Linked DNA regions of Xenopus tropicalis: region 1 is linked to region 2. Evidence: chromatin contacts called from public Hi-C data. All regions are on one chromosome and are shown on one strand. Each heading gives the region's core, a stretch centred on a gene start, on an enhancer-like site or on the middle of the called end of the contact. The rest is flanking DNA. Distances are from core to core; before and after follow the strand shown. Region 1 has its middle 3.1 kb from the start of tmem212. Region 2 overlaps fndc3b (fibronectin type III domain-containing protein 3B).

Region 1 (2,700 bases), core at 42-2,541, 190 kb before region 2:
TATAATGGGATCAATTACTGAATGTGTTTAGGTGCACTTAAACATGCGTCTCAAATGCACATTAAATGCATAACAATACACCTGTATAAGCCCTAAAGGTGGCCATACACGGGCCAATTCTAGCTGCTGATATCAGTCCCTTAGAACGATTTGGCAGCTTATCGACCTGTGTATGGGCACTGCCCGACTGACATCTGGCCTGAAATTGGCCAGATCTCGTTCAGGCAGGTTTGATTTTTCGTTGGATCAGGGACAGTATCAGCTCGTTGATGCGGTCCCCCAACCGATGGGTGCCCATACCCACTGCTCTAATTCAATCGTTTGACACAGAACCGAATTAGCCCGATATTGCCCACCCGTAGGTGGGGATATCGGGAGAAGATTCGCTCGCTTGGCGACCTCACCAAGTGGGGTTATCCCAAAACTGGATTTCAGTGGGGCCAATGTTTGTTTATGCCAGAAAATCATTTAATGGTGATGGGGATTTAAAAAAAGTGGCATTTAGATGCATATGTTATTACATCCGATTCAATTGCTCATTTAAACAAGAAAATCATTTTACGGAATTGCATTTGTTTTTCCGATTGCCATAGGAACTTTTCCAGATTAGTCTGGTACTCCAAATGTATTCAAGCGGCATTCTGAAATGACAATTTAACAACGTATAAGCGTATAAAACATCACATTTACAAAACTGAAAAATGTTGTGTAATGTACCTTCCTTGAACTCCAGTAATTATTCTTATATTGAATCTACTTTCCTGATTTCCACTTCCCAGAATGTAAGGGATGTTTCTATAAAACTATTTAACCCAAGAGTATACAAAAACTTAGCGTTCATGAAACTGGAGTGAGGCTTTTGCAAATATGATGGTCTTTTTTATGAAAGCTTATGCCATTTCTATTCCGTTCTTCTTCATGGATAGCCCCACAGAAAACGTATACATAGCTAGTGCTTTATTTCTGCTATAAAATGTCTATTTTTACTACAAGAAGGTTACAGGCAGTGCCAGTCAGGTTCCCACCAACTCTTTTGAAAGGCATGAATAATCAATATGTTAAGCCTAAACATTTCACTGCTGTCATCTCAGTGCATGGGAATTTTTCACCCCGGTAACCAGTGCATGTGTGTGAATCAACAGAGATTATTCCATGTAAGAGTTTGGTTGTTTTGCTTGTACACATCTGTTTGAAGCGAGGCTTGGGCGGAATAAAATGTTCTGGCAGGCAGTGTGGAGCAGCAGAGGGGTGTTCCTGGGCATTTGTGCATGAGGAATGCTGAACTAATCGGAGGGGCTAACTGACTGGCCAGTGGGCTGCCCTCAGGGAAATGCATCCTTCGCATGTTGTGGTGTGAATCTACTTTATGGCCCTATTTCCCTGCAAGGCCGAAGGCTTCAGCTAACATAATTGGATGAGGTGATTACATGGATGCAGCCTGGACATTTACTGTGAGAACATTCCTGTGCAGCAGCTGTGCTAAATTCATTTGAATAACACACTGATGATGCTCGGCCAGGATTTCACAGCTCTCCCTGCTTCCTACACTGGATAAACTGACGTAACAAAAATCCATATGTTTCTGACGTATAGTTACAGGTGGAATAATAGTCATTTTTAACTCAGTACGTGCTCAGTTATTATGAAGAATAACAAACTGGCTGCATGCAATGGAGGCTTATCAAGTCTGTGCTTTGGTCTTTCAAAATGCATAGAAACAGCAATAATCTTAAAAAAAATGTATAAAAAGTTAGGAAATATTCAACTTGCCATGAGCCTGAAAAAATGCTCCTAAGTTGTACCTTTCTGGTCCTATTATTCGTCTTTTTTTAACCTTAATATGGTAGCACAATGAATTACAAATTAGGAGCCACATGCATCTACTCTGCAACAGTATTAGGCTTCTCAGCATTCTCTATCATTAGCAAGTCTTTTGGTGTACAAGCATTGTTTTCTATTCATCTTAGTATTATCATTGTATGTTCATAAAGTACTAGAATATTACGCAGCACCTTGAAGAGTTTGTTCATCGCCAACATCAGTCCCTTTGACTGTGGAGCTTAAAATCCAAGATCCCATCACCACACAAGTTAGGGTGAATTTCGTCAATGGAGCCAATTCTAACCTGCTTTTATGTATTTGGAGTGAGGGCAGAAACAGAAGTACCTGGAAAAACCGACTCAGACAAAGGGGGAACATATGAAGGCACATTTACTTAGCAGGCACAGCATGCAAAGTGCAGTTTCTGGACCTAACTATATGCTGGACCTGAAGCAAACACCTCTATCTTCAGTCCTTTAGAGACCCAATGACCAGTACAGATAAAGTCAAAGCATATAATCTAGCCTAGTGATTGGGTCAGTGTTGCACTACACTACAGACTTCTCTTCTAGCCAGACTTCGCTTCCCTATTTTCTTTATTGTATTAAATAACATAGAATGGCAATCCTATGATAAGCATCAAACTTACAGTGCTGTCTTTTAGCCACTGTTTAAAAAAAAATTACAAAAACATATTTACTGATACTGGAATAAAACATTTTTGTTGTTTTCTCTACCGTGAGTGTTGAATTTATTTTGTGGCAGGATATTATATATCTGCTGAATTTTTAAGCTTGTTATTTACACTTACTTCCTGTTTAGAATCATGTGTATTATTTTATTCATTATGCATTGCTTCTGTTAAATTAATTCAGATCC
Region 2 (2,700 bases), core at 145-2,644:
TAGCTCCAAAAACAACAATTACTTATGGAAAAAAATAATAAAACCAACAGTAAAAAAACACAATGGTTTTGATAAAGTTAGTAAAGAATACTTATCCCTTTTTAGTTGAAATGAAAGCAAGTTGATTCAACCAGCCACAGCCTGTTAGTAAGCAGCTCACTGGAGTGCCTGTGGTTCTATTTTATGCAGTCTGTAAAGGTGAACTAATCAACCCACCCTCCTCAAGCTGAGGTAATTACAAGGAATGTAACCTGCTGTAAGCCTATGGATCCCACAAACTTTGTAAATTAGCTCCAAAAACAACAATTACTTATGGAAAAAAATAAATAAAACCCAACAGTAAAAAAACACAATGGTTTTGATAAAGTTAGTAAAGAATACTTATCCCTTTTTAGTTGAAATGAAAGCAAGTTGATTCAACCAGCCACCAGCCTGTTAGTAAGCAGCTCACTGGAGTGCCTGTGGTTCTATTTATGCAGTCTGTAAAGGTGAACTAATCAAACCCCACCCTCCTCAAGCTGAGGGTAATTACAAGGGAATGTAACCTGCTGTAAGCCTATGGATCCACAAACTTGTAAATTAGAATACTTATCCCTTTTTAGTTGAAATGAAAGCAAGTTGATTCAACCAGCCACCAGCCTGTTAGTAAGTGTGTGAGGAACAAATTAGAGACAGATTTTTTTAGGACATTATCAGGTCCAACTGCTGTGAAGAACCTGGAGGTGCCATGTTTCATCATCTGTTTCTAAGTACTGTGCCAAAATAAGTCCTTCTCCTACCTTGTGTTCCAGACTGGGTGTTGTAGGCAGGGTTTAAGTATTATGAAACCCAGGATTATGCTTTCAGAGACACCTTTCACATTGTTTAAGAAGAATATGATAACATTATAACATAAAATGGAGAACCGCAAGTAGAATGACTATGGTATATTCAATACATAAGTATTCTTCATTAACCTATTCAGAAAACAACTCTTCTGCTTGCTCCCTGGTTCCCTATGAGGTATGACTGAGCTGATTCAGTATAGGTAAACTATTGAACAAATAATATGAGTAGCAACTGCAGGCGAGAGGATTGGGCTGATGATATTGGTATTTTTTCCTTGAATAGCCTGACTGCAGACATAAGCTGTTTGTTCTATTTTCATTGCAGAGTATGAATCGGATGTAAAGAAGTCTCATGAAGTCCTTACTGGGATAGAGAAACTGATGGTGAGTTTGCTGAAAGATTCTGTATTACACTGATATCCTTAAGAGCTTTTCTCAGCATTGTGCAGCAGCTGGTCTTTGCCCAATAAATTGGGGGCAGTAAAGTGTTTCTGTAATCCCAAGCCCTACAAGACGTCCTTTGTCCGTCCAAGGAAGAAAGCACATCAGACCTAAAGCAGCTGTATTTGTCCTTAGCAACTTCCCGGGGGGTTAGTGTTACGGAAGTCAGTGGAGTAGTTGTAATGTAGTCTCTATTGTACAGGGAAATGTGAATTGTTCACTATACAAATGTTTATAGACTACAGGGGTATTGTACAGACTTGAAGAGAAATAAAGTATATTTATAAGCTGGGTGTGACTGTCCCATAACTGGTCAGTTAGGTGATTCCTCACTCAGTCAATATAGCTTTCATTTACTGCATGTTTAAGTTTACAAGTACAATGAAAGCTGCCATAATGCTTATCTCACCAGAGACATTTTCCTTTTTTTTTAAATTGGATCATTTTTTCTTAATTTTGAAACAACGCCATGTATGTTTACCCAGGATCCCCCACCTGTGTCTAAAATGTAGAACATTATTTGCATCTTTGTAAAATATAAGGAGTATTACTAATCCACGAACGTCCGAAAAGCGCCCGAATGCGTTTTTTTTCATAATGATTGGTATTTTGCGATTTTTTCGTAAATTGTCGCGACTTTTTCGTAGCCGTTACGACTTTTTCGTAAATTGTCGCAACTTTTTCGTATCGTTGCGACTTGCGCGAATTGTCGCAACCTTTCTCGTAGCCGTCGCGCCGAGTACGAAAGTTTCGCATTCATTCAAGCTTCAGTATCGTGACTTTCCTTGGGCCAGGTTGGAGCTGCAGAGTGCCATTGAGTCCTATGGGAAGTTTCCAAAATCATGCAAAGTCTGAAAGGTTTGGCCACCGTTTACGAGCGCTCAATACGGAAAAGTCGCGACAATATACGAGCAAATCGTAACGGCTACGAAAAAGTCGTAACGGCGACGAAAAAATCGCAAAAAAATACGAAAAAGTCGCAAAATGTTCGTTTCCAATCCGAATTTTTCCCATTCGGATTTTGTGGATTAGTAAATGTGCCCCATAGAGTATATATATTAATATATATATGTACATTCCCCTGATAGGTAAAAATTTCCACCATCTTAAAATTGGCAGAGAAGTCCCTGTCAGATAAAGGAGTTTGCTCTTTTTAAATCTGAGAATAACTAAAGTTAAAAAAGTTTTACCATCTGTAAATCGAAAATAGTTGTGTTCAGTTCTTTAAAAGGTTGGATGGGTTTGGATTCAGTTTTGCTGAACCCTTTAAGATTCATCCACATCCGAATTCTGCAGTTCAGCCAAATCCCATATCAAGTCCAGAATTCTGTACTTTCCTATTTTTTACCTAGATAGGTATCACTATGTAAAGGCAACAACGTTTAGGCATCTCAGATTCCTGCAGATATTACTAAGCTGGAGAAGATACAAC

The links. A called contact is a pair of places that touch in the nucleus more often than the background predicts.
Region 1: a contact with region 2 is called in a Hi-C map of neurula embryo, with 3 times the contacts expected there. The contact joins two enhancer-like sites. A contact is called at or near these places in 5 of 5 Hi-C or Micro-C datasets (brain, gastrula embryo, liver and 2 more).

The regions. Positions count from the first base shown.
Region 1 is chr5:111,339,177-111,341,876 of UCB_Xtro_10.0, reverse strand. No RefSeq gene overlaps it. Among named protein-coding and RNA genes, the nearest start is that of tmem212, 3.1 kb to the right of the region's middle. Within about 2 kb of position 1,291, at least 3 of the 11 cell types and tissues checked have an H3K27ac peak or open chromatin away from gene starts, as enhancers often do. A contact at or near this core is called in neurula embryo, where this site is marked.
Region 2 is chr5:111,147,930-111,150,629 of UCB_Xtro_10.0, reverse strand. fndc3b (fibronectin type III domain-containing protein 3B) reads left to right here. Exons shown (of 26, transcript XM_012963399.2): 7 at 1,153-1,211. Among named protein-coding and RNA genes, the nearest start is that of ghsr, 99 kb to the right of the region's middle. Within about 2 kb of position 1,394, at least 2 of the 11 cell types and tissues checked have an H3K27ac peak or open chromatin away from gene starts, as enhancers often do. A contact at or near this core is called in neurula embryo, where this site is marked.